Regions from separate parts of the Bombyx mori genome. Here region 2 is linked to region 1. The links are chromatin contacts, called in public Hi-C maps. All regions are on one chromosome and are shown on one strand. The core of a region is the stretch at or near the end of the contact, and the rest is flanking DNA. Distances in the headings are between cores, read along the strand shown. Region 1 has its middle 44 kb from the start of LOC101736839. Region 2 has its middle 8.8 kb from the start of LOC101736839.

The links. Hi-C and Micro-C count contacts between places; a contact is called where the count stands out from the background.
Region 2: a contact with region 1 is called in a Hi-C map of midgut, with 1.9 times the contacts expected there. The contact joins two enhancer-like sites. A contact is called at or near these places in 3 of 7 Hi-C or Micro-C datasets (middle silk gland, midgut and posterior silk gland).

The regions. Positions count from the first base shown.
Region 1 is chr24:3,713,614-3,716,313 of ASM3026992v2, forward strand. No RefSeq gene overlaps it. Among protein-coding and RNA genes, the nearest start is that of LOC101736839, 44 kb to the right of the region's middle. Within about 2 kb of position 1,433, at least 2 of the 8 cell types and tissues checked have open chromatin away from gene starts, as enhancers often do.
Region 2 is chr24:3,766,461-3,769,160 of ASM3026992v2, forward strand. No RefSeq gene overlaps it. Among protein-coding and RNA genes, the nearest start is that of LOC101736839, 8.8 kb to the left of the region's middle. Within about 2 kb of position 1,346, at least 1 of the 8 cell types and tissues checked has open chromatin away from gene starts, as enhancers often do.

The sequences.
Region 1 (2,700 bases), core at 183-2,682:
GCTACTATAAGAGGTCTCGTTTTCTAATCTGACAATGTGCGGACATTGTTAATGGAAATGTGCGGCTTCGAATTCGCAACCCTGCATCTGACAAGACAGGTGTTTTCCATACAATTTGTCTACAAGTGACACAGTCGTATTCACTATACTAATTAATTCTTCACTGTTCACTTCTAATCATTCATGTGACTTGCAAATTTGTCTATCTATGCGAATACTCATTAACAAATGGGACGATGTATCTGACGTATACTGTTTTTGCCGACTAAAATAAATGTTAGGCTAGTATTTTACGCTTTTTTAACTGATTGTAAGGTATCCATTGCTGAAATTGAAGACAGACCACACTCAATCTCTCCGTACCATGCCCAAGATCCCGCGGTAGACCCAATTAACGCTGGTTGGATGTGGTAAAGGCGGATATGGAGGAGAATAACCTCACCCAGAAGGATTTTCAGACCGGGCAAAGTGGGGGAGTTCAAGTAGGAAAGCGGACCCTTGCACTAGACCGGAAAAACGCTTAGAAGAAGAAGAAGAAAAGTCTTACGCTGTAATATAAAGCAATGTTTTAAAAGTTTGCGTCCATCACCTATTTACGCTTTCGTTGGTATGCTCAGGGAATCTGTTAAATAATTAAGTAAGCCATTAAGGTCTCGTTGGTCTAATTACTAGCGATCCTTAGTCCTTAGATTATTAGTCTGTTATATTTTTGTTTGTTCAGGATCGGGGATATACATGCCCTTGTCTCGGGTTTCTGATGTGAATCTTCTATCTTCTGGTGTCTTCTTTATTACTGAGGTACCTGATTTTCCCTCACGAGAGATTAATTTCTCTTTAACGATGCTCCTCCATCTGTGTCTGTTCTTGGCATCACGGGTAGCTTCATGTCGAAAACTCAGCGATTTTGATCAGACCATCTGATTGGGCTACGGCCTCTTGGTCCCACGTAACGCAGAACAAAGCTAGGCTTAAAGATTTAGAATGGGGAACCTTTAGAAAACTAAGAACAGCTGAGCAAATCCATGTTGTTAATTTAAATAAACACTGTGTTATTATTATCTCATTTCAGATTAACATCACGCCATCTGCTTCAGGGTTAGAGATACATGAAAAACCAGATCCCTAATTAGGATTTCAATCAGAAATTTTAAAAGAAGAAAAAAAAGTAACGTTTTTAGAAAAAAAAAACGAATAACATTTGAAATGCTTGACAAAAAGTTGTGAGCTTATGATACACGAAATTCGCCTGTAAAGCTTAGGTTTAAAGCATATCTTCGCTTGAAAAACCTTATCGAGCTCCATCTTTATTTCACTGATAATGCCTTAAGCACCAAAATCGATTTTATAGGATATTGGCATTTAAAAACTCTACAGCTAAGGCGGCATTCCCATGATCTTCAAACGTCATTGAGTATTTTATGTCAATAACAGAAAATGGGTGGCCATTTTCTCTTCATTGAAGAGGTACTGTTAGGACCGGTGATGTATACATCCTTTTTTGTTTAGGGTTCACTTGATTAAAAGTAATCCAATTTTTTATTACTTTGCTCGTATTGAAAGCAGACTACATGTTTGAAAAAGGATATTAGGACTTTTACTGTAATTTTAAAATACACACAGTGGAACAAGGCAGCAACCTTACCTGAAGATCAACCGGCTGACTTTCTTCTTGGACCTTCTGAGTGGGTCGCGATTTCAATCCTGTACTAGATTCACACGCGAAGCAGCTGCTCTTGAGCTGTTAGGTCTCCTTTGAAGGCACTCGGGTAGCTGTTATCAAATTCCATCCCTCCTGGCAGAGCCCTTGCTCGCCCACCTCTCCTGGTGAAACTGGAAAGGCCTCCGGGACACCAGTAATCCCTCAATCATAAAAAATGGTACGAGGCAAATAAAATAACTGGAGACGTACTGTGGTGATTTACATGAGATGTAATTTTTCAGAAATGGCCAGACAGTTTTAGCTCATACCCATACTACCTGGAGCCACTGCGTTCATACACAGTGCGTTTCCAGAGATCTTTTTTGCCACTTACCATCCGGATTTAGAATGAGCTCCCCTCCACGGTGTTTCCGAACGCTATGACTTGTTCTTTTTCAAACGAGGCTTGTGGACAGTATTCAACGGTAGGCAGTGGCTTGTCGCTGCCCCAGGCATTGCTGAAGTCCATGAGTGACGGTAAACACTCACCATCGTGTTTACGAATTACTTTCACGATAAAGAAATGACATTGGTTTTATAAAAAAACACTCATTAACTTTTTTTTACAAGACGTCTTTACGTCATGTGGCCATTATGCTAAATTATAATGATTGCGGGTTTGCTTTTACACCCTTCCACCATGCATACATTATGCAAACTAAAACTATTAAAGGTTTGATTTTTATTACACGATGTTATTTTCATCAGTTAAATACGTATTTCATTAGAAAAATAGGAAACTACCGAGGGAATTCGAGGACCGGCACATTCACATCACTCCATTTGAATGCACCGAGAATCTTGTTATTTAGGCCACAATTACTTCAAATAAATTTATAAATATGTATAAGTTATATTGTATACTAACGACCCGCCCTCGCTTCGCTTCGGAAACTGTAATTTATTATTGATTTCTCCACTATTTCATGGATGTTATTATACATATAAACCTTTTTTTTCAATCACTCTATCTAGTAAAGAAAACCGCTACAAAATCCGTT
Region 2 (2,700 bases), core at 96-2,595, 53 kb after region 1:
GTGGGTCGCGTTTCCGATCCGGTGGTAGATTCTGCGAAGCACGGCTCTTGCTAGGGTTCGTGTTAGCAACGTCATCAGGTTTGAGCCTCGTGAGTTCATCTACTAGTTAGGGTTACGCTGGAATAGCCTCTCAAGGCTATCAAATCGAAACACAAACGAACGCTCAAACAAAAACAAAAACCGGGACATTAAAGAGCTCGCCGGCTTTATCGTGCGTTCCGCGACATGTGTAAAAAGGAAGCTAAAAATAAAAAGAAAAACGCGCCTGCTGGCCAAAGCAGATAATGTCAATTAAGCAAGATGTATGGTCTATTTCGTAAACTAACCGAACACCACGGTTTCTTTGCGACCTTCACAATATAAGGCCGCTACCTGCGATTTATATGTTTAGATATGAAAGTAGAGGAAAATTGTGTCTTGGTAATTTTCCAGGTGACATAAAAATAATATATTTTTATCTATTTTTTTTTTATCGCCATTCGTTTCTCGATCTATTAAACTACATGTTTTATCCAGGATATCGAGAGAGGAATCTACACAGTTGATTAGCGACTTCGTTTTAATGTCTACTAGAGGTCCCGCAGTAGTCGAAATTCGACTATAATTAATTGGAATTGTAAGTTTGTACACTATTATGATTGTATTTTATACTTCTATAATCAAAAATTTCGCCAAGACTACACTATAAAAAATATAACTAAAGACAAACAATATTGAATCTATTCTCAATTTGACAACAGACGTCAAGAACAAAAGTTTGACAATAAATAGTGTGCATGCGTGTGTGCGTCAAATACATGGTATGTAGTGTGTGTAATGTTTTCTTTATTGATTTAATGTATCTTTTATGCATTATTTAAAAAAAAAAAATAGGCATTGTGCACTTCTTCTCTATATTCTCTATAAGTGTAGAAAATTTCATACTCCTCCGTCCGCGCGATTTTCGTAAAAAGGGATACAAAGTTTTTGCTTCACGTATTAATATATAGATTGGCTATGATAACTATTTCAGCTTAAGCCTGCAAGCTCTTATACTCAGTTTTAATGGGGAGAATTTAACGAGTCTCCAATGAACAATAAAGTTTTTGTCAAGTTCCCGCTAAAAAGTCAATTTTATTCTTGCCATAGAACATTTATAATGCAAACGTACTAGATGTACTTGTGGCGACTGCAAATGTTCACCGACAGACTATGGGCAGCATTAACATTAACCAAAATTAAAAACACTTGACAAAGACACTTTGTTTCTAAACAAAAAACCCGCCAAAATTAAAAGCAGTTGACCACAGACTATAATACTGTGTTAGTTAATGCTGCCATAGTCTGTAGGTAAATATTTCTAGTCGAAATTTAACACCGAATATGGTAGTAATAACCGATCGTGGGGCGTTGTATGAGTCCACACGAGTAGGTATCGTCACCCTGCCTATTTCTGCCGTGAAGCCGTAATGCGTTTCGGTTTAAAGGGTGCGGAAGCCGTTGTATTGTTAAAACCGATTGTGAAAACTGAGACCATACAACTGATGTCTCAAGGTGGGTGGCGGAATTTACGTTGTAGATTTCTATAGGCTCCAGTAACCACTTAACACCGGGTGGGGCTTGAGCTCGACCACCACCTAAGTAATAAAAAAATCGTATTTCTTGCTGTAAGCGATAATTTCCTCTTTCACTGTGAGAATATTTAGGTCAGTTTGATATTGTTGCTTATGTAATGCGGTATTCTTAGCATTGTTCTTATAGTTGTATTTTTTAAACCTTTCAAGGATCTCGACATGGTTAATGCTGGCCATTCCCCAAAGCTGTAACTTATTAAATGGTATTATTAGATGGTATAAAAATTATTAAATGGTATAGAAATTAAATCCTACAATAAAAGATGAAGATGTCACTGGACATCTAACTGTGTTCATATCATTATTAAGATTAAAATCAGCTAAAGGAATAGCTCATTGTTAACTGAAACAGATCGCTACGTGACGCTTACTGGTGGTAATACCTCTTGTAAGTCCGCACGGGTAGGTACCACCACCCTGCCTATTTCTGCCGTGAAGCAGTAATGCGTTTAGGTTTGAAGGGTGGGGCAGCTGTTGTAACTATACTGAGACCTTAGAACTTATATCTCAAGGTGGGTAGCGCATTTACGTTGTAGATGTCTATGGGCTTCAGTAACCACTTAACACCAGGTGGGTTATGAGCTCGTCCATACATCTAAGCAATAAAAAATTAAAAATAGAAAATAATAATACTAATTAATAACTGTATATTTTCTTATCGAGATTGAGCGAACGGGCTCTTTCCAATTTTCCTATTAAATAAAGTTTTAACCATCCTCCGGTATCGACGGGAAGTACCTACACACTAACGATTTTATGGCCCGTTAATAATGAAGTCATAAAATTAATTACATTTTTATTATTGCGGACCGTTAAAACGGGTCGTTAATAACTTTAAAGACTGTCGTCTCTTTAGACTTTATTTTACAGCGTTAGTTTAACCATTTCGTGGTTTATTAATAAACTTAAGGGATTGATTGGTTAAGTTGGTCTCCGATTGAGATTGTCTCGTGAGAGCTTCGAACCGGGTAATTGAGGAGATTGGGAACTGGTATTTTCTCGGTCTAAAGCCCGCAGATGATGTTCAAGAGGTTGAAGACACATCTGCTGACAATGGACCGTCTATTGCCGTATAAGCAGACGAGAA